4 separate regions of the Mus musculus genome follow, and regions 2, 3 and 4 are each linked to region 1. Evidence: chromatin contacts called from public HiCAR-type, HiChIP or PLAC-seq and promoter capture Hi-C data. All regions are on one chromosome and are shown on one strand. Each heading gives the region's core, a stretch centred on a gene start, on an enhancer-like site or on the middle of the called end of the contact. The rest is flanking DNA. Distances are from core to core; before and after follow the strand shown.

Evidence for each region. HiCAR-type assays count read pairs that join an accessible place to other places. HiChIP or PLAC-seq counts read pairs in DNA pulled down with a chosen protein or histone mark. Capture Hi-C pulls out chosen DNA fragments and counts their contacts.
Region 2: a contact with region 1 is called in a HiCAR-type map of astrocytes, with 5 times the contacts expected there. The contact joins the promoter of Gstk1 here to the promoter of Ephb6 in region 1. A contact is called at or near these places in 18 of 39 promoter capture datasets (the 3T3-L1 cell line, the HPC-7 cell line, HPC-7-derived erythroid cells and 12 more), 1 of 15 datasets of contacts at CTCF or cohesin (pro-B cells), 24 of 484 Hi-C or Micro-C datasets (the AML12 cell line, B cells, the G1E-ER4 cell line and 16 more), 20 of 115 datasets of contacts at active chromatin or transcription factors (the SCID.adh cell line, astrocytes, craniofacial prominence and 12 more) and 1 of 9 other capture datasets (embryonic stem cells).
Region 3: a contact with region 1 is called in an H3K4me3 HiChIP or PLAC-seq map of the SCID.adh cell line, with 11 read pairs. The contact joins the enhancer-like site here to the promoter of Ephb6 in region 1. A contact is called at or near these places in 11 of 39 promoter capture datasets (the 3T3-L1 cell line, HPC-7-derived erythroid cells, embryonic stem cells and 6 more), 5 of 484 Hi-C or Micro-C datasets (DN3 thymocytes, cerebral cortex and double positive thymocytes) and 7 of 115 datasets of contacts at active chromatin or transcription factors (the 230-238 cell line, the SCID.adh cell line, bone marrow-derived macrophages and 3 more).
Region 4: a promoter capture Hi-C map of liver shows a contact between it and region 1, with 2.6 times the contacts expected there. The contact joins the promoter of Olfr455 here to the promoter of Ephb6 in region 1. A contact is called at or near these places in 7 of 39 promoter capture datasets (cranial neural crest, embryonic stem cells, liver and 3 more) and 1 of 9 other capture datasets (liver).

Annotation. Positions count from the first base shown.
Region 1 is chr6:41,602,521-41,608,101 of GRCm38.p6, reverse strand. Ephb6 (Eph receptor B6) reads right to left here and starts at 2,591. Exons shown (of 18, transcript NM_001146351.2): 1 at 2,282-2,591.
Region 2 is chr6:42,241,327-42,247,199 of GRCm38.p6, reverse strand. Gstk1 (glutathione S-transferase kappa 1) reads right to left here and starts at 1,265. Exons shown (of 8, transcript NM_029555.2): 1 at 1,107-1,265; 2 at 569-650; 3 at 261-389. The coding sequence starts at 1,178.
Region 3 is chr6:41,053,817-41,059,447 of GRCm38.p6, reverse strand. It overlaps Tcrb and Trbv4. Among named protein-coding and RNA genes, the nearest start is that of 2210010C04Rik, 21 kb to the right of the region's middle. Within about 2 kb of position 3,602, at least 14 of the 459 cell types and tissues checked have an H3K27ac peak or open chromatin away from gene starts, as enhancers often do. A contact at or near this core is called in the SCID.adh cell line, where this site is marked.
Region 4 is chr6:42,534,692-42,540,460 of GRCm38.p6, reverse strand. Olfr455 (olfactory receptor 455) reads left to right here and starts at 1,441. Exons shown (of 1, transcript NM_001081301.2): 1 at 1,441-2,394. The coding sequence starts at 1,441. The coding sequence ends at 2,394.

The DNA of each region.
Region 1 (5,581 bases), core at 1,342-3,841:
CAAGAAGTTTAAGCTGTCAGCATGCTCCTCTCTCTCCATGCTGGGCTAAAGACTATGTCTACAAAGGGGAAGAGGGGAAACAGAGGGAACTGGATACTTGTAAGGTGTCAGGAGGGGCCTCTCTGGCAACAGAGGGAGGCTTGGGAGAGAGTTTCATGAGGTATGGTTAGCTGCTGTCCAGCAAGGATGGGGAGCGTTCCCAAAGCGAGGGACCAGTGGCTTTAGGTCCCTTGTGGTTGCTGAGCTGGTTTTCACACCTGTTAGCTGCAGGGTCAGCGTGGGAGGGGTCAGTACTATAGGCTAGTCCTCTGTCCTGTTCTGCAGCTGTTGAACACCCAGGAAATTCCAATATAATCCTTGTTCAGCTGACTGCTGCAGTCTCTACCCTTTAATCTGCACCCTGGAGATTCTCGGGTGAGCTCTCTCCGTGCTCTGGCCTTGTGCCTTGAAAAGGATCCCATGAGGCTTCAAGGCAGCCTTCAGGACAGACAGGGAGGAGGTAGCTATCATCTGACTCTTGACCTTCTGCTGACCAAATTGGAGGAGCCAATTTGTGGATTACCTACCCGAGGACAGTTCTATGTCCCTGGAGATCTCTGGCCTCCAAGAATGTACCCTAGAAGCATGCTGGCTCAAGCACTTGTACCTCCTACTCCCAGTCTTTGCAGACAAGAGAGGCATTTAAGATGCAAGCAATGTCTAGGTCTAGCCAGACAGCCATGGAAAATGAATCACGTTGGCTGTTCACTGACTGGGGTCATAACAGTGCTGGGAAAGAGTATGGGGGGGGGGAGGTTAGGGGCAAATATATGGGAGCAATGAGTCCTGAAAGGTGATGGGAGAAAGCCCTGGGGGCCTGGAGTAGTTCCTGAATCTGCAAATGACTGGTGGAGTATAAGGAAATGCACATGAGAGTCAGTAGACAGCAGCAAAACACAGAGCACTGAGTTTCAGGGGTCTAATGAAATGCTGTCCTTGCTATGGACCCTGCTCCATCTTCACTGGCTGTGAGCTGCTCTCTAGCAAGATGCTTCTGCTGAAGCACTGGGTGGGCATTGGGTAGAGGAAGGGGAACCAAGGCTTCCTGCATCTTCAGATGTTCCCATAGTCCTCCTACCTGCAGTGAGGCATGGAAGAATGATAGGAAACCATATGGACAGGTTCATGAGTCGGTGAAGAGCTGGGGAAAGGCTATCCCAGAGAATGGCCCTGCCTTTCTCATGCTCAGCCATCATGGCCTGTTATTCCCAGCACACTGGTAACTCCCTGGTCTTTATCATTCATCTTCTTGTACGATGAATGGGCCAATAGACTGGAGAAGACTCATCCATACGTCATTAGGTAGGTACACTGGGGCACTCATGGCAATCTTCCTTCAAGACAAAAGGCTCACAGCTTTCAAGGGTCCATAGTTGCTATGAGCAAGATTCAGTCCCTAAATGTCCTATTACTGGCTCAGCCTCCAAGGACTCTCAACAGCCCTACCAGTCACTCCCACTGGTCTCTCCTTTGAGAAGCATCATCTTCCCTTCCAGAGCCACCTGAGTCAAGTTCCCCTGATGGGTGGAGGGCCTGAGTTAACTGATTGGGAACAGGCTGGGCAGCACTTCTACATGGGCACTGCCAGGGATATTACAACATCAGCTATGCTGGTCCCCTGCCAGTTCCCCCAGGGATGGGAGGAGAGAGGGTGCCAGACGGCCAAGATCAGTGGGCAGGGGCAGAGGCAGGCTGGGCCAAGCACCCAGATGCATAGAGGGGGTGGAGCTGGGGCAGGAGCAAGCAGGATACTTTGTTTGCCACTGGAGGGGGCGTGCTTACGGTTGGGGCTCAAATTCCAAGCCTCTATTTCCAGGCTTAAGGGGGCTGTAGATGTCGATTGCCCCTTGCCCCTGCCAGCTCCACCCTGCAGCGAGGGGATTGGAGAGATGCCACAGGAGTCAGAGGCATGGACAAACCTTTTCTGAATGCTGGGAGCCTGACCTTTGTGAGGTTACCCCCCTCCCCACACACACACACCAAGTCACAGGCACAGGAGGGTCGATGGAAACGTGATGGAAGAATTTTAATACCCAGGACACACAGAATAAAGAGCATGGATGAAGGGGCAGTCTCTCAGAAACCTACTCTCGCCTTGGAGAGCTATACCCAGTACTCCCCCATAAAAGACCCCCATCCAGGGTGTGCATAGGCCCAGGCTAGAGAGATCCTCTACTTTGCAAACCTTAATCCCTTACTCTCCAGACACAGTACCCTCCGACCTCCCAAATCCCGGGCTCACCTTCCCGCCGGCCTCCAGCTCTGCAGGTCTGCGCCCCCCGAGGCCCCCGCGGTGGATCTGCACCTCGCAGATCTTTCCTAGCGTCGCGCGTGTCCTCTCTGGTCTGGGGACCTCGCTTCCCAGGGGCCCGCGTCTGCTCGCAGCTTAGAGTCTCTGGGATTCTGGGAGAGGACCCAAGGCTGCAAGCAGGGACTGCTCCCTAGGCGGGGCCCTGGGGAATCGTGCGGGGGCCGGTGTCACGATCGGAGTCGCTGAGCTGTGGTCTCGGGTTCGGACGCCCGCTGCTCCCCAGCGCTAGCTGGGCGAACGCAGCCGGGCCCGCCCCCTCTCGTCTCTCCCAGCCTGGCCCGCCCCTCTCCAGCCCCTTCAGCCGCTCTCGCTCTCCTCTTCCGGGAGCCGAGCCCGCCCTCTGGGCCTAGGACCCAAGTGCGCGGCGCCGGATCCCCAGCGGGGCGTGCAGTGGAGACGCTGGGCGCGCCTTGGGCCCGCCCGTGTGCCGAGGAGGGTCGGCCTCCTCCCGCAGGTCCTGGCGGGCGGAGGGGACGTGGGCAGGAGGACCGCACGAGTTAGGGTCCGGGAGGAGGCGGCCAGTGGGCGCCGCTGCGAGGCGTGTTTAAAACCCTGTAGCTCGCGCCCGAGCATCAGCGGAGCAAAGCGCTACTGGCTGGCAGCTGATGGCCAGGCTGAAGCCCAGGCGCTGCGCCTATGGCTCCTCCCTTTCTCTTCTTTAACTCTAGGAACTAAACCAGTGGGGCTTCTACTCTGGATTGAACTGAGGTGGGCGTGAGCAGAAAAAAGAAAAAAGAAAAAAAAAAAAAAAAAAAGGAGGAGGTGGAAGGAGAAACAAGTCTTGGGAGCACGGGAGGGCAGAACAACCAGAGACAGTGCAAGCGTCTGGGAAGGAAAAGGTCCCTGTGCTAGCTTCAGACTTGTATCTGTTTCTGTGCCTTGAATCTGGGTCAGCGATGGGGCCTCTGAATTGAACCTTCAACCGCCTCAAAGGCAGGGAAGCCTGGGGCGGAGTCCGGGAAGTCCGATGTCTGTGCCTGGCGCAGACCTGGCTTGGACAAGTCGCTGCACCCAGTCTAGGTGCCACCTCCCTGGCGCGCGCTCCGCAGAGTACCATCCCACAGTGATGAGAGGCCGTAGAAGGTCCACTCAGTCGGTACCTGGATGCAGGGGCGGAACAGAGCGAGCTTGCTACTAGGGAGAAGAGTTTCTACCCAGCCCTAACCATTTCTAAACTAGAGTACTGGTTTGTGGGGGTCTATTGTTTAGGTCCCGCGGAGCAGGGCTGCAGCCTTCGCACGAAGTGTTGCTACCACCTGCTGGTTCTTTGAGGGAGAACAGGTATCCTGTGAAATCTGCACACCCCTTCGCCCCTATTACCCTGTCCCATCTTATACCCCCTTTCACTTATTCAAAGGCATCCTTATGAAAGTACTAGCTAGCTGCTTATGGGCTGATCATAACTGGTACTTAAAGAACATTTAGAAACCAATGAAAATTGTGAAAGAGACTATGAGCCAACATGCACAAGAAACCAAACAATGAAACTCCTTGAGGTACTGCGAGAGAAACAGTCGTTAATGAATTGGCTGAATGAGTGATAGAAAGATAAAGACAAATAACGAGTCCCTACTTGGACAGGAGGTTGTTCGCTCATAATATCGAGGATCAATTAATAAGCCTGATTAAGTTTAATGACCTGCATTTGGACCTCATTAAAACTTCAATTACACTGGTGTGCCTATAACTCGTATTTCTTCCATTTGTTTCTAAGCTTTCTGATAAAGAGCTTTCTTTATTTGTGGTTAACTGTTTCCAATGCTTTCAACGACTGAAAAAAGGGGGGAGGCTGATCTTGCAACATCTTCATTATTAGACAATTCTACCATGTATCTATCATCACATCTATCTGGGCATCTATGTATTTCCTGTTACCATCTGGAATGCTGTTGGTGCTCTCATTAAACATATACCCTGTACCTCCAGCCTTTCCTACATGCCTGGAAACTTTAAAAAGTAAGAAAGTACATAAAGCATGTTTAAACATAGTCACAAAACCAAAATATAGATATTTCTTTATGAAGCCCAGAAATTCTAGCAAAACTTTGCATTGTGATTACAATAAAATCTTTGTTTTCTTTTTATTGTATGACATATTACAAATTCTGTTTCTATTAATTTAGACTTATGTAATCAGTCAATTTTTTTCTTGCTAAGAAAACATGAATGTGTCTGGTTTTCAAAAAAAACACTATTGTATCCAGGATGCATAGAAGATTCAATTTATTATTACAATTAGCCTTATATCCTAATCTACATGATTTCAAACCAAGTTTTTATATTTTATTTTATTGTGTATCAGTGTTTTGCCTGGATGTATGTATACACACTTGCTGAGTCCTGCCCAGGCAGGGAAGGGAAGGGAAAGGAAGACATCACAAGGTTCCTGCTGTAGCAGCCAACAGGGAGTGGGCCTCCATTAGTGTTGATGGTTGCTAGGTGTAAGGCTTGTTTGGACAGTATAATAATACATATATTTAACTTTATATATATCTATATAAAGTTGTATACTATATAGTATTTACATATATATGTACACACATATATATTCACATATACACACATATGTATACATATATAAATGTATATATATATATATATATATACACACACACATACATAATATATATATATATATGCTCCCCCACCAGGGGGAAAGTCTTTTCTGCCAAGGTTAATGATTCCATGATAATTAAGAACAGAACGATCCTAGGAAATGAGAATTTGTCTCTGTGACACTGAGACTTTCAAGACAGACCTTAAGGCTATGGCAAAGAACTCTGAAAAATGGGTTCAAGAGTGTATAATTTTGCACCTATGCAAAATATAAGGATGTAACATGAATTTATGAGGGCCTTCATGAACCTAAAAGAACAGAGGTAGCCGGTTTGTCAGACGGATATTTTGTTGTTTGTTGTTGTTGTTGTTGTTGTTGTTGTTTTTGAGACAGGGTTTCTCTGAGCAGCCCTAACAGAAGAATATTAAGGAGATAAAGAGACTAAGGGAAAGGTGACCTCAGGCCAAGATCCCACCCAGATAAACTTAGTGTTTATGCTTACAAAAGCAGATAGAATTCTGAGTTCAAGGTCAGCCTGGAATAGAGCAGCTTTAGGTCCAGGAATGGTGAGAGTGGTGATCTTGGGATCCACTCAGCTAGCTTATTATTTATGTTTACAAAGGCACACAGATTTCTGAATTCATTTGCTATGTTAAAAACAATGTATTTGCTGT
Region 2 (5,873 bases), core at 16-2,515, 640 kb before region 1:
TCTTTTGGCTAGCTGATGCTGGGTTCCCCACACAAGCATGTTTTATTTCTTGATATCCTATGAAAGCCTCAGCTGGACTGCTCTCCACTACATTCCCCAGTGTTTCTGACCCTCTTCACTTATTTATTTCTGTTTCCTCTGAAACTGGAGTTATAGGTGGTTGTGACCCACCATTGTGGGTGCTGGGAATTAAATTAGGTCCTCTGGAAGAGCAGCCGGTGCTCTTAACTGCCGAGTCTTCTCTTCATCCTCCTCCTCACCTTTCTTCACAGTCTCACCAAAGAAATCCTTGGGTATGTTGAGGGGAACCTGGAAGAACTGCTTCAGGAGAGGAATCTCTTTGAAGATGTACTGGCCTTTTCGGGGAACCATAGCAGGTGGTTGGTTTCCTGGCAGTGGAGAGTTAAGACAACTGGTGAGAGAGGACATGAGGGTCTACTGGAACCTCTCCAGTAGAAAGCAAACTACTAGTTTAGGCTGAGGTCTGCATACTCAGTGCAGGACAGGCCCCTCAGGCCACAGAAAGCAACCCTCCTTGCCCAGAGAGGTGGAGCTTCTTCATGCTTACCGCTGTCTTTCATGATCCCAGCGATTAAAGTGGGCCGCAACTGCAGCTTTATATTCCAGAGGTGTTGGTATCTGCATAGGACCTACAAGTGCAGAGATAAGAAGGGGAGCTTGTGTGGCATTTGAGGGCTGTCTTCTGCCTCTAAGTGCTGGACAGAGATGGGGACTTCACACTGAACTGGTTGGTTTAATAGGACAAAACTCTCAGTTCTTTGAAATAGATACCAGAATGCTTACTCCAGTGTACGGTTTTCATCCCGTAGAGCATCCTAGCGCCCCTGATCCCCCTCCCCGAACTTGACCTAGCTTCATTGGAGTTGCCTCTGTTCTTTCTAGGGTCTGTGGAAAGAGAATATTTGACCTTAGGATCAGGACCCTACTTGGCGGAGTCTCGGTCCGTTTAAAGGCACAAAGTGAACTTGAACCTGAACCCTGTGCTAACCCTGAGGGCATCCACTGGAATTTCTGCAGCCCGGTGATCAGTGCCCCACTGTGCACTCGCCTCGCAGACCACAACCCGGGCGGCTCCCCCGTGTCACCTCAAAGCCCAGCCAGGAGTACGGGGACAGCACGTCGTAGAAGAGTTCCAGGATGCGCGGCGCCGGCCCCATTCTACAGTGGTGAGAGAAAGTGAACTTGAAGCCTTGGGCTGCCGAAGAGCTTTAGGTAGCTGAAGAGCAAGCAGCCAATCGTAGTCCGCGAATTGCAGGCGGGTCTGCTAAGGGCCCTAGTGCGCAGTCTCCGGGAGAGGCCCCGCCCTATAGGGCTGGCCCAGGGGTGTACACGGGTAGACCAAGAGCGGATGAGGAAGGCGGAGTCTGAGATAAAGGGGAAGGTCAGATCCAGAGAAGGATCTCAAGTGTGTGCAGCCAGCTCTAGAACTTTGTCCCTCAAGCAAGAAGGCAATACACAAGGATCCAAATTTGCGTTGGATGACGTTTAAAGACCGGCAATATGGAAGTTCCGAATTGCATCTTTTATTGTATTCACTTTCTCAGAGATAAGAACAATGTTTAGAATGAATTTGACAGTTGACATAGTGGTCTTTTAAAAAATCTTCATTCTATACATTACAGCACACCCAGGGGATGCCTGAAACTGTAGATGAAACTCTACATATTATGTTTTTTTTCTACACACAGTAAATTATAACTTATAAATTAGGCACATTAGTGATGAATGCTAGAAGAACCATAACATGCCACACTAAAATTTGTGCCTTATTATAATAAAAATGTTACTTGAACATAAGTATTTCATCAGTACAGCACTTGATCTGATAACGGAGGTGGTCACAGAAATGGAGGTAGGTAATATATACAGTGTGGACACACTAAACAAAAGGATGACTTACATCCCAAGAGGGAAGGCACAGGACTTCATCTGCTACTAGTATTATTCATTTATTTAGGGTTTTTGGGGGAGTGGGGTGGGGTCTTGATATGTTGCTTTGTATATCCTGGAACCATATACTATTGTTATCATTTATTATTAAAAGTTTTGGTATTATAGATGATATGGGGGGAAAAACAAAAATATATTCCCTTTTCGTCTGTGGAGGGGGTTTAGTGGGTCAATGGTGCAACTGTGTTGACCTGATTTTTGATCTTCAGAGTACACATGATGCTGTGTTTAGTAGCATTAATCTGTAATCCCAGTGTTCCTACTATGAGATAGGAGGTAGAGACAAGAGAGTCCTTGGAAGCTCCCTGGCCACTTATCTTAGCATACATAATACTGCTGTATATTCAGAACCTTGATTAAACAAGGTGGACAACAAGGAAAGACCTCCTCATGTGGGGTGCCCACATTGTAATATTCAAACATACGCACATCACATACTGACAGGTTAAAAATGTACTTACTTTTATTTTCTTACACCATTATATTGCTGAGAGTAATAGCTAGTGTTAAAAGAAAGCTTTAGACAACTTAGAGTACCTTTAGCAAAGAACACTTCAGACATTAGGTAGCATCAGGAGAGGTTCAAAGAGTGCCACTCTGCAATGTGGGCGTTTAATATTTACAGACAGAAAAAGTGATTAAGGCTCAGAAATAACTGGTCATGGTGAGGAGTTGGTGGTACTAAGACGTGATCTTCTGATGGTTGACTACCTGTGGTTCGTTAAACTTAGATGCTTATAATTGGATGAAACCCAGCAGCTTGTTGGGAAACTCAGGTTCATAAGTTCTCTATTTCTTTAATAAATTACACTGTAGTTCTTTGAATGGAAACTTGAGGTACAGAGACAACCTTCAGTTACTGGAGTCACTGGCTGTGCACTTATCCAGTTGAACCCTAGACACTGATTAGAGCTGTTGAAACAGAATGTTAAACAAAACTACATAAGGTAGCCAAAGGACCCACAGAAGAACTAAACATAATAATAATAATTACTAGACATTGGAGGATGGAGGGAAAGATTGGTATTTATGCATGAAATTTTTATCTTCTTACATAAGGTAGAGACAATGCTTATATTTGAAACCCCAATAAGCAGAGCCATAAATTAATCCCAGAAAAGCTTTAAATAAGCTGCCTTTTCAATTTAGTAAAAGATTAATTATTCAATGAATGATATTAGGATGAGAGGTTTTAGTAAAATATAGTTGGATACATATACCACAGTTAAACTGGGAGCATCAAATACTTAACTGTTGAAGACAAATGAGTGAAGCAGCTGAGGCAGTTACAGACAAACACTTGATACATATCTGGGATGACAGACAGCATGACTAATTGTAATATCAAACGGAAAAAACCCAGTAAAAGACAGACATACTCAGCTACATACAATTAAAAAATATGTCTGTCAAAATCTAGTAGGTGTAAAAAATGAGTAAACATAATCTGTGCTTATTTTTATTCAAAAGTTGATTTTAGCTCTCTAACAGAAGCCATCCAGGAAAGGCTATGGGAAGCAAGTGAGTTTTTTTGGAGATAAGACTACCATATTGCACGTCTAGGATGGGTGCACTATGGAGAGGTGTGGCCCAGAGACTTAGTCTTGGTTCCTGCTGCTCTATGCCTTTCGTGCCACTATTACATAACCTAGTGATTCCTGCTCACCCTGTGGGGCAATTTTCCTGCAGATCAACACGAAGATGTACTTTCATATAATAATGGTGTTTAGATGTACTAATGACTTTATACAACTCCTGATTTGATTCATATAATTTTAGGAAGAAAGTTTAAGGATATGGTTTTAGTTTTGCCTGAAAGATGTAATAAAGCTAAAATCAAGAACAGAATGTGTTCCCTCCTTATAGAATAGAAAGTGAAGTCTGTAATAAGGAGTACAATCAGCTTTCATAAATTGCACTAACAAGAGAAATATGCTTAATCACAAACAGATTTGTGATTAAGGAAAACATTCATTCTAGGTCAGGCCCAAGGGTAAAGCCACAGGTGTGCACCACGATAAAGCAGACCATGGAAAATGATTTGAACTTATAATGAGCTTATGGTATGAAACACTGCGTTCAACTTACTACTGATGTCCTTCTGAAACTCCCCCTTTGTGTAACATTTTATCTATGAGGTAATTTTGTTTTTTTTTTTTTTGTTTTTTTTTTTGAGGTAATTTTGTAAAGGACTTTTATCTAATAAAGTATAAAAAGACTGAAAATAAAATAACTTGTGGCTGTTGGTGCTCTTTTTCATCCACCAAATGTTTATTTATGCCTGTCTGTTTGTATGTATGTACAATATGTATATATGCACAATATGTATATATATCTGTTGCGCGCGCTCAACTGGCCAGGAAGAACGACGCTGCTACAGGATCCTTCTGCACACGTTTATTCAGTCCTGTTTCTTCTTGTTTATATCTCCCTTGTTTATATCTCTCTTGTTTTTATATCTCCCTTGTTTTTATATCTCCCTTGTTTATATATCTCCCTTGTTTTTATATCTCCCTTGTTTATATCTCCCTTGTTTTTATATCTCCCTTGTTTTTATATCTCCCCTGTTTATATCTCCCTTGTTTTTATATCTCCCTTGTTTTTATATCTCCCTCGAACCCTGGGCCTCTCACTCTTTTATACTCTCATCCACGCACAGCAGGCCACGCCGCCTCACCAGGCACGCAGCCTCAGCTAATCAGGGCAGCAGGGGCATATCTCCATCAAATTGGATTCACCTGTATCCTGGTACACCTGCGCAGCACTCAAGATGTTTGTGTCTTATATGAGGAAGTCAGGTGCAAGTCATATGACTTAGCTGCAGTCCCTGGCGCCTTTGGGACTGCCGCCACACCTGCTCCTAACATATATCTGTCTGTCTGTTGCCTATATGTATATACATACATATGTATGTAGGTATATATGTAAGTATATAAGTATGAATGTACACTTGTAAAGTTGATGAAGCAGGTGTTCAAACCCAGCAGTGTGTGTGTGTGTGTGTGTGTGTGTTAGAGAGAGAGAGAGAGAGAGAGAGAGAGAGAGAGAGAGAGAGAGAGAGAGAGAGAGAACTTGTGCGCATGACTTTCTTTTATCCTTTTTCTTTCTTTCTGGCTCATGAAGACTTAAATTACAGAGTATAGAGTCCAAGTAATTAAGTTTATTTTCTTAATCCCCTGTTGCTATCAGTAGGTGTTTATTGCCAGAAACCATCAGCTTTTGGCCTTAGGAGAGCAAAGACAGTTAATTGCCAAAAGCCGATCAGCTTCTGGCCCCAGTAAGAGCAAAATTATCAGAAGCCATCAACTTTTGGCCCCAGAATAGCAAGAGAGAATTAAATTGCCAGAAGCCAGAAGCTTCTGGCCCTCAAACAGTAAGAGAGAGTTAAAGGCCAGAGGTCGTCAGCCTTTGGCCTTGTCTGAGGCTATGTCCCGCCTCAGTACCTGACCCTGGCAGATCTTGACTCCAGCAGCTATTCTAGTGTGCAAAGAACTGAAGTTCAACATATTAAACTAAAGGAACCTTAGTGGAAAAATGTACAAGTGAAAGGATAACATATTTATAGAAATGAACATTCGATGGCTCTCAAATATATATTTAAAAAACATGTTTATACATACTTACAAAAATTTCCAGTTAAAGCTATACTGCAATATTTTTTGTTTACTTAGCTGGCAAAGACTAAGATGTTTGATGACTCACAGTTGGCAGGCATTCATGAAAAGTTATTTTCTTATGCAAAAGCAGCGGGTGTAGTTTGGTAAGGTTTTGCCAAGGGCTGTGTAGCACCATCTCTCTGATTTACAAATGCACAAACCGTTTGATTTCAGTAATTTTGAGAATTCATAATAAAAGGACCCTGTACATGAAATATAATGTGACATAAATTTATTTATGTGAGC
Region 3 (5,631 bases), core at 2,353-4,852, 550 kb after region 1:
CCCATAGTTGGGTCAAGGCAGGGCAAATAAGCCCTACCTACTGCAGCTATCAGACCAGGTAGTAGATTCAACTGTAGATGACATGTGATTTGTCTGTCTATCACCACAGCCAGAAAGGTGCTTGATTCAAAAATACACACACACACACAAACACACACACACACACACACACACACACACACACACACGTGGGGGGGGGAAGGGAGAGGAGAGGAGAGAGAAAGGGCAAGAAAAAGAGAGAGACAAAGACAGAAACAGATTGAGTAAGACAAAGACATGAAGAGAAAGAGAGACAGAGTGACACAAGAGACACAGACAGAGAGAGACAAACAGAAAAAATTTGGTAATACCGCCAAACAGTAAACCCAGGTGGTACATGTATGTTTTACTGGACACAGAAGGAACATAAGACTACATCAGTAGAAGAAATAAGAACACAAGCCTTCCCGGAAGGACAAATGTGGCTTACTTGTTTGAGACATTAAATGCCAACACAGTGCAAAGCAAGAAGAAAATAATCACACACTTAGGATATTAATATTCTGAAAGGAGCAAAAAGAATTGAATACAGGTATGCGGTCTTAACTCCTATAATCCCAGCACTCAGAAGGCTAAGACAGGAAGATTGCTGAGTTCAAGGCCAACCTGGGCCATAAAGTGAGGACTAAGTCAGCCAGAGTTCAAGAGCCAAAACAAATGTAGAAAATATATAGATTACCTGTGGATCATACAGGTCATGTTATGTGGAAATCAGCAATTCATTTTTAAGCACTCCATTTTCTCATCTGTAAAACAGTGAGCTAAAGTCAATAATTTAAAAATTCTGTGAGCATTCATTGGTGCCCTTAGCACATCGTGTTTCCTTACTTCACAAAGCTCACATATGAAGTGTTTCAAAGGAGAAAGCAAGAGATACAAAAGGAGAAAGAAGGAGAAGAAAAGAGAGAAAGGAAGGAAGACAGGGAGGGGGAAAGTAAGAGAAAGAGGGTGGGAAAGGGGAGAGAGAAAGTTTGGTGGAGAAACCAAGGTAGAGTAAGAGAGGAAGGAAGGAAGGAAGGAAGGAAGGAAGGAAGGAAGGAAGGAAGGAAGATAATAAGAAGAAATAGAAAACAAGGAAGAGGTGGGAGGGGGGACATTGTAAGGGACAGGTCACAATGTAATCATGACCATGCAGGAACAGTGAGAATGCTTGAAGCTGATTTAAAGTAATTATCTATCCTATTTTCTGTAAATATTCTTGATGCAATCAGGTGAGCAGTGCCTAGAAATGATGCCGAACGGACCCTGACCCAAGGAAACCTTCTTTACAGGAAGCAATGTTAGTTAGAAATACTGTTAAATACTTTTTAAATAATTAAAAAAAAACATTGTTAGTTTTGCCCGAAGGATAGGCAGAAACAAATATTGATGCAGATTTTACTTCCTGAAAGCTCTAGCGAAGCTGGAGAGAGGGCAGCCTTACAGAGAACCCAGAGCTGACTCTGCCATCCCTAACAAGAGTTGAACGAAGCAATTTTAGCTTGGCTGTCACCTAAAAATAGAACTATCTAGGAGCAGTGGGGATGAGGCAGAGGCTGGAGAAGAACCAGCGAAAGCAGGAAGTGGACTAACTGGCAGCCAGGGCCTTATTTTGTCACTGAGTCTGAATTTAGCTTTCTTTAAGCTCCTTCTATCTGGCCACTGAGACACACGCTGAGACAGTGTGTGTCTCAGTGGGAGAAGCCTACATGTTCATCTGTTTTATATATGAAATCGTCCACCTTGGACCAAAACTCCCACTGTTGCTTCTGCCTTGAGTGATTTCCATCAGAAGAAATCCCCCGAGAAATCAGGGGACAGTGCCCTGGCAGGTCATGGTGAAGAGAGAGTCTCACAGCTGACTCTGTCACCTGTGGTTAGTGTGGCACAGGCACCCATGGAGATGTCATTGTCACAAGTGTTCCATCTCTCTGTGCTCAGACTGTTTCTCACATCTCCTACAGAACAAGGAGCAAGGCAGCCTGGTTCTGTTCTGCTCAGTGCAGGGAATGTTACGGTGGCACTGACCCAGAAAAGAATGATCAACATTCTCACTGGCAAAAAAACCATAAAAGTCAACATACACACTAATTAATGTTATCTTGAGCCAGAAGGTTTATCAACCAGTTTTCCAAATAAAAACTCAGAGCAAACCAAAGAAGACATTGCATTATAGGCCTTTTCCCACTTACCTTTACAAATTATCAGTTGTTTTGCCTATTTAACTATTAAATTCTCATCCAACCTCTCACAACAATTACATATGTTATTGATACTATTGCATAGTATCACTCTAATTTCAATCCAGTTTCTTAAAAAGAGCAGTTAACAAAATTTATTTGTAACAATATGATCTACACTACTGGGAGAGAGTTGTAAATATTTTAATTGAGTGTGCAAGAGAACAATCCAAGAGATTCCATGCACTAAATTATAGATCCTCACTATTAAATTTTAATTTTGATGATAGATATGCATGTGTTTGCCTTTTCTGGTGTTCTCAGAGGATTTTGAAAGCAGCTCGACACAGAAAGCAAGTTAGGTTTTAGCTTAGAAAATTGAATTGGCAATCTTCAGTGTATTTCTTTGTTTTGTTCTAAGATGAGCTACATAAATAAGCTTTGAAGAAAAGTGGATAATTTTCCAGTTAACTTATTTGGCTAGACTCTCACTTTGTGCAATATGGTGGAATAGATACGGCAGCATGGGTAGATATCCTAGAACTTCCTTTCTGCTACTGAGCAACTGCGCACAGAAAATGCAATTTTATGACATCCTCAGATTTCCACAAAGCAAGGGAAATTCCAAATTCATTAAAAGTGAGATAGAGTCTTGAGTTAAAACACATTGTCTCAGACCTATGTTCTCGGTGGCAGCCAATGCCCTCTGGTTTTCTATCTTCGGGTATTTTGATAGCATCAAAAATGTCTGCATCAGGGCAGTCCTGTTTCCAGGGTATTTGTAGATAGAGATAGAAGTTGAAAATAGAATCCAAATGGGACTTTGCTCTTGATATCTTCTGAAGCTGTTGCTATTTTAATAGAACATATGCCCAGAGGAAGTGTTTCCTATTATTGTGTAAATATAGTTCTCCAAGAATGGAGAGGATTGCCCAGAAGAAGAACAGCCACAGGATATTGCTAGTCTAATTCTTTGATGATATAAACGGAAATTCATTGAGGGAAACAGAAATGAGATTCTTGGTCTCTTTCGTCCTAACTAGTAGATTTTGTCACTGGTTGTATGCTCAAATGTCCTAAGGAACCCCTGGTCTGCAGCATTCACTGCTAGTCATAGGAGCTCACATCATGCAAGATTGGACCAGACTAGAGTTGACTGAGTTAGACCATAAACCCAGCTCCTAGAGCTTCATATATTGCTTTCAAAGATGTATTCTCTACCTGCACCTACCTGTGGGTTCCCAGTTCTTGTATCTCCAACTACTTTCTAATTCCATGCAGGTACACATAAAAGAAGTCAGTCAGACCATTTGCTGGAACTTCAGTGCAGAAAGAGGTCTGTGTTTAGCCATTCACCTGACAGCACTGTTCAGAGCCTCTGCAGACCACACTTTTCCATGCTATAAATAAGTCAAAGTTTCTCTTAACCCTCTCTCAAACAGTGAATTCTTTTAGGCCTTCCTCAGAAGTCTGAATCTCATTGCCACAGCTCCCCCTTGTGGCCAGTGGAATGAAAAGCATTCTTAATCTTTTTTCTTCCTTCTTGGAGCCCGTTGATGATTTTTGTTTTACAAATATATACCACCTCAAGGTTGAGGTTATGCGACAGAATCAAAAGAGTGAAGACATTCAAAAAAGACACTGTATATTATCTACCTCCCTTTGGCTTTCATAAGAATGAAACAATGGACTTCAAGATATTAAACTACTGGGAATCATACAGGACCTACCAGAAGGAAAACTTTTCTCCCAGAAAGAGATTTGCACGTTATCAGACTATACTTTTCAGAAAGATGGAGCTAAAACAGTGATGGGCAGGATCACATTTGATGGAGGTTGTTTAGATATGCATACCTCTGGCCCTCTGTTTAAAGCTGAAACTAAACTGCTTTATCGGAAGCCTGAAGATGGACTCAAGGAGTCACTGGATTTTTTTTCTTTTTCTTTTCTTTTTTTTTTTTTTTTGGACCCTCTTCCCAATGTGAGCACAGTGAATAAATTCCCCCTTTCTGCTTCTTATGATTCAAACAAAATACAAAAGAAAGCAAAGAGGATAGGAACTCTAACAGGAAGACCAACAGAGCCCATTAACCTGGACCTTTGGGGCTCTCAATGTCTGAATCACCAATCAAAGAACATACATGAGCTGGACCTAGGTTTCCCCACACATATGTAGCAGATGTGCATCTTGGCCTTCGTGAGGGTCCCAAATAATTGGAACAGGAGCTATCACAAAAGCTGTTGCCTGTACGTGGGATATGTTCTTCAAGCTGGGCTGTCTTCTCTGGCCTCAGTAGGAGAGGCTGCACCTAGCCTCAGAGAGACTCGAAGTGCCGGGATGAGGGGGACACTCAGGAGGTGTCCCACCCACTCAGAGGCAAAGGGGATGGGGGAAGGGGGTGACCAAGAAGAGGGCAGTGAGAGAGGGAGGTAAAGTGAGTAAGTATAAATAAATAAATAAATAAATAAATAAATAAATAAATGTAAAAAAGAAAACAGAGCACACCAACAAGAAAAAATGTTTTAGAATTTAGCATCTGCTGTGTACTAGGGCTGGGAGGTAGCAGAGGTCTTAGAAGGAGGGATACATATAGGAGGGGTATTATAATTTGTCCAAGGCACTCCCATCTCAGACTAATTTCTCAATACGCACCATCTGAGGAAGTGGTGGCCAATGAACAAGTAAGAAGGCAGGAAGAGAGTGATGCTGGGGCTGGCTAAGGCCACAAGGACATAAAGGGCCTCTCTGGGTAATGCTGGAAGAGGAGTGGCATTATCTTTAAACACCCTTAGCTTCGGAAGCACATTTCACAGGGAAAGAGAGCTTTTGTTCACAGAGGACACAAGCCTGACCCAAGCTCCTACTATCACTCAGCCTGAGAGGTCACACAATGCACATGGCCTGAGGCCCATGCAAGGAGTAATCTCTGAGAGCTACAGGCATTCTCAAGAAGTTTCCAAACGGAGGAGTTCTAAGTCCAGCAGCTGAAACTGCAGTGTAACTAGTGGATAGTTGGTCTCTTAGTGTTCATCATTTGAGGGAAAATATCAGACTCACACATTCTGCAAATGATGTTTGAGTTCTCAACTAGACATCGCGTCTTTAACATTTTGGGGAATGGGGAGAAACTTTTGGGTAAGTATCTTGATGCCCTGAAATGTTGGTTGGGTTCCAAATTTTACGCAACGCATGGGGAATTGTCATTCAAATGTTCTGGACCAGATGCCAATTGGGATCCTGTTGATAAACAATGAAAGTAAAGACTTAGCAAATACTAACTAACACGGGTAGGTATTCCTTAAGACTCTGAGGAGTAAACATTTCTACGTGTGAAAAACAAGGGATGGTATCCTCCAGGTCACTAAAGCCATATAGCTTCAGAAGAGTTTGCATACTCGGACTTAATAGGAATATGGTTGCTAGAACAAGTTG
Region 4 (5,769 bases), core at 192-2,691, 930 kb before region 1:
TCTACCCCTCTCAAGCCTATTCCTGTCCCACCCGCCTCTTTCTCCATTAGAATAGAATGTGTTAGTAAATGCTCCCTTCAAATACTACAAGAAAGAGAATAAGATGGTGTCTATAAATCAAAACTCTCTAAAAGGTGCATTCAATGGAAAAAGCCATTCTCCTTGCAGCTCTTTCATTCAACTATGTGTGGCCGTTTTCACCTGACTTCACCACTCTTGCACCCTGGCATGAGGACTATGAACAAATTACACAGTCCATGTTGATTAGAACATTGAATGTCTGAGTCTAGGATTAAGTGTTTAAAAGCCATAATGAATTTTTAAAAATAGGGTTTTTTTTTTCAACATCTGTTAAAAGGTCAAACATCCTCCTGCAGGTCCCACAGCCTTTGTTACATCCCACATCTGTTACATTCAGAAGACTCTGAGCAGCAGAGTAGACCTTCAGAGTGACAATGTTTCCCAACTGTTACTTACAGATGAGTCACAGAGAGAGAGAATCTGGGATCTGATGACAACTGAGGAAGGTACTCACTTTGAGAGTTGAGCCAGGATAGACAGACACACACCACTTTTTCTAGTGTATCAGTCACAATGTCTGATGAATTTGGATCCTGACAACTCCAACAGGATCTCCCACAGAGCATCCTGGCTGCCTGAGTGTCTGTCCCAGTATGTACCATAACGCTAGGTCTCTAGTGAAGGTTAAAGTAATATATATTGTCAGCTTGACTCCAGTGACCTGATTCTAGAACATTATATGGGCTGTGGAGACTTCCGGATTCAGTCTTGGGAAATTACTTTCTTTTTTCTCTTTCTTTCTTTCTCTTTATTAATTTCTTTGAGAATTTAAAGCCTGTATTTCCAGCCCCAATCCCAGCTCAGTTATATCTTCCTCTTTAAAACTAAGAAGTTGAGTGAGGTTGTCTAGAAGACCCGTATATATGTTGTACTCTATGAGTCCATGACACAACTCAGAAGGCAGTTCACAGTGGCAAAGCTAGCTAAGGAAGAGGATGGAGAAGAAGTAGAGAGGCCGGGACACATCCTGCTTTGGGGGACCTTGAAGTCTAAGACCTATGGTAATACAGAACCCTAGTGTGGCCAGTGCTTGACTCTTTATATGGAGGTCAGGAATGATGTGATATAAGACCAAAGGCTCCTCTGGGAATCAGGACTTCTCTGGAAACTGAAATTTGAAAAAGCAGCTACTTAGATCTAGTATGGAAGACAGGAAAAGCTACACTACTTGGTAAGATATCCCTTTGGAGATGTGGTAGGGAAGAGGGACCTGTAGTGAATCGTGGACCATTTTTGCAGCCACCCCTCCCTATTCTGTTCTAAGTCCCAAGTAATCCTTTCTCAGCCGTCAGAAAGGCCACTGCCACAGGCTCACTCTTCCTCTGCTTCTCTCCCACAGGTGCCGCCTGACTCCAGTGCATGGACATCCCTAGCAATAACACCATACCCCGTGGCTTTCTCCTTCAAGGTTTTTTTGAGTTTCCACATCTGAAGCCCCTTCTCTTCCTGGTGCTGCTGGCCGTGCACCTGGCCACTCTGAGTGGTAACCTGCTCATCCTGGTGGCTGTGATCTCCGTGCCAAGCAGGCCACCCATGCTGCTCTTCCTTTGCCAGTTGTCAGCCATTGAACTCTGCTACACGCTAGTGGTGGTGCCCCGTTCTCTAGCTGACCTGAGCATGCCTGGCCATGGCAGGGGCAGTCCCATCTCATTCTTGGGCTGTGCTGTCCAAATGCAGATGTTTGTGGCACTGGGTGGGGCTGAGTGCTTTTTGCTGGCAGCCATGGCCTATGACCGCTACGTGGCCATCTGCCACCCCCTGCGATATGCATCTATAGTGACCCCAGGTCTATGTGCACGCCTGGCCCTGGCCTGCTGCCTTGGAGGACTAGCTGTATCCGTGGGGCTAACGGTGGCAGTGTTCCACCTGCCTTTCTGTGGCTCCCGCCTGCTGGTGCATTTCTTCTGCGACATCACCGCACTGCTGCACTTGGCCTGTACACGGAGCTATGTGGATGAACTGCCCTTGCTAGGAGCCTGCCTGGTGCTGCTGTTGCTGCCCTCAATGCTCATTTTGACCTCCTATGGGGCCATTGCCTCTGCCCTGCGCCGCCTGCATGGTGGTGGAGGCAGACGCAAGGCTGCCTCCACCTGCGCCTCACACCTGGCTGTCACCTTCCTGCATTATGGTTGTGCCACCTTCATGTATGTGCGGCCAAAATCCAGTTACTCCCCTCGACTGGATCGCACACTAGCGCTGGTTTATACCAACGTCACACCACTTCTATATCCTCTTATCTACAGCCTGCGCAACCGGGAGATCACTTCTGCCATTCACAGGGTCCTGGGGTTCCGTGGATCAGGGTCTGTGTGAGCCCTGATAACTGGCAGAGACCAAGATAGAGTAGGGAACTCTCATTTGCTGAAGTGTCCCCTAGTGTTTAGTGTTTGCATCTGGAGCAGCTCCTGGGAATTCAAGGGTGAGATTTAGGAAAGAGAACTTGGCAACTGCAAGAGAAGAGAGGCACAAGTGGTGGCTGTGTCCTTCATCCCTTCCTGGAGGAATATCAAGAAGTGGAGAGACCTTGATCTACATTGAGAGCTTCCTTTGATTCCTGCCAAGTTTTCCCCATAATTCCCAGGTCTATGCAAGCCAGTGACTGTTTTGTATGATGCCTGTGGTTTGAAGGACAGATGTGAAGAGCAATAGCACATGGAAAGAGTAGCTTGGAGACCCCTTAATCACGCTAGATTTGTCAAAGCCGAGTGGAGTTGTTACAGACGGTTTCTGGCTACTTGGAATACTAGAAGCTTAGTCGGCATTAGCCAGAAGAGAAGGATGGAGAAGGAACCAAACAAAACTGGTTAGCAAAGGCTGAAGCATACTGAAAAGGATCTCAGCTATGGCTGAAGGATCTGTACTGTGAGCTACTGTGCTCCCTTGGCCTTTGTCTGATAGCTTGGATGCAGTGAGACAGACATAATTGGGCATCAGTTTCCACCTCCCATGTGGGAGGCAAATGGAAACTGGTTCAGGGTTCCTGCACAGAAAATTAGATGTTGCTAGAAGAGTCAGTGATGAAGAAGTAGAACAAACATACATAACCTTGACTGGACATTGAACCAGGCAGAAATAGCTCTGGGGATCATTTTTAACCCAGGTCATTTGGTAAATGGTGGTGCGATTGCTGAAATAGAGAGCCCAGGAACAGAAGCCATGGAGGAAAGGGCCTGTCACTCTGTTTTGATATGTGGCTGGGACAATGAAGACCATGTTAGAGCAGAAAAGACACAAACCCAAGGTTCACAGTGCAGGCTCAAGAGGATGAATCAATTGGGGTTATAGGTGGCTATTGAGGCCATGGATGTGGCAGGTACTAGCCAGGGAACAAAGACAAATGTAAAAGAAGAGGTTGAGCCAGTACTCAGAGGCTCACACATGGAAACAGAGGTAAGGAGTAGCCAGCAGGCTTGAGGGTTGCTCCCTGGGCCGGTTTCTTCCCTCCATCTTTCCAGACTCAGTCGTCTCAGTTGCCATCAGGGCAAAATCTAAGTGATTCATATGATCAGACACAGATAGCATGCATGGGGAGGCTGCCTGATGAAGATTAAGTTCTCTAAAATGGCTTTTGGAGAAGTGGTTGAATCATCTGGAAGTCCACTGTCAAATGCCCATGCCCTATTCATTAACCTGATTCTCCTTAATTTCACTGTGAATGCTCATGGGAGCAGGAGGAGGTAGTAGAAGAAAAAACCATGTTGTTACAGACCCTCTCTTCCATAATATCTTAGGATATTATAGATGGTTTCTAAAAAGACTTGTCAGAATGACTGATTGCTATCTCAGGGTGGTTGTTATGGTAACCCTCATCCAAGGTTTTTGAAGGAAACTAGCATGGGTTCTCAATGACACATTTAGCTTGCACTTCTAAGTCTGTGGAGATATGTATATGGTACAAACACATGTGCACATTGAGGAGGTGGCTTAGCAATAGTACAAGATAAGAGAGGTAACAAGTGGGAGCTGTAGCAATAATCCACAGAAGACATAAGGGTCTGAACTGGAGAGGTGGGGCTATGGAAAGACAGGCAGGGATGAGGTAAAATATGGTGAAGACAACATACACCACTTGGGAAGGTAAAAATAGCTAGGATCAATAAGCAGCTTTAGGTTTACAAATCAAGCACACACTAAGAGAAGAAAGATTAAAGATTTAAATCAGAAATACACAACCATAAAAATACCAGCTATTCAGGTTGATGAGGCAAAAGGTTTAAAAAAAAAATCCAGTGTCTTTGTTAAGTCCTAAGTAAACTCAGAGCCAGCCTGAGCAACTTAGTGAGATCAATGCCCCCTAAAATTTAATAAGGAAAAAGAGGGTTGAAGACATAACTCAGTAGAAGAAAACTTCTCTGGCATGTGTGAAGCTCTGGGCTCAGCCAATAGATGAGAAAACAAAGCTTGTCCAACAAAAAGAAAAGGACGAATAGAGTTCATGGTAGATATATAACATATGTATTTATTTTAAAATAATTTGATATAATGTGTGTATATATATGTATACGTATGTATATGTAAATGTAAAGCAAATTATGAAAATATGGAATTTCAACAAATAAATAGTTAACAATAATTCTTACAATGTTGATTCCTACCTCACAAATAAGAAGTAAAGACTAATATCCAATTCAGAAGGTTAGTTTATGAAAATATTTTTTCTTAAGCTTCAACTCCACTAGCAACTAAAACTTTTTAACAATAAAAGATCACTTGACGACTCTCAAATGTTTTCTTCAGCAATTCTTTCTCAGTGTAGTTTTACCTCCTACATCCTGGTTTCTGGCAATATTTCCCTCCTTTGACACACTAATTTTACTTCTTTTTAAAAAGAAATATTGAAAATACATCTATCTTTCATACAATACATCCCAACTAGCATGTCTCCTCCCTCCACTTCCCTTCTGCTTCGTCTTCAGAAAAGAGCAGACCTCTAAGGAACTACAGAAAAACAGGACAGAACAAGTTATAATTAAGACAAGGGAAAAGCCATTTTGCCATCGAGGCTAGACAAGGCAACCAAATAGGAAGAAAAGAGCAGGCAAACACACACACATACAGACACACACACACAAACACACAGACACACAGGGAGAGACACACACAAAGCTAGCTATAAGCCATAACATACATAGAGGACATGGTGCAGATCCATTCAGGCCCCCTGCCTGCCTCTTTTGTCTCTATGAGACCATATGCACCATGCTAATTGATTCAGTGAACCATGTTTTATATCCTCTCTGATTTTTTTAATTAGATATTTTGTTTAATACATTTCAAATGTTATCCCCTTTCCTAGAAATGTTATCCACTTTCCTAGTTTCCCCTCTGAAAATCCCCTATCCTCTCTCCACTCCCTCTGCTTCCCAACCCACCCACTCCTGTTTCCTAGCCCAAGCATTCCCCTATACTAGGGCACATAAGCTTCACAGGACCAAGGGCCTCTCCTCCCACTGATGACCAACTAGGCCGTACTCTGCTACATATGCAGCTGGTGCCACGAGTCCCTCTGTGTGTATTCTTTGATTGGTGGTTTAGTCGCAGGGAGCTCTGGTTAGTTCATATTGTTGTTCCTCCTAGGGTGCTGCAAACCCCTTCAGATTCTTAGATACTTTCTCTAGCTCCTTCATTGGGGACCTTATGCTCCATCTAATGGATGACTGTGAGCATCCACTTCTGTATTAGTCAGAC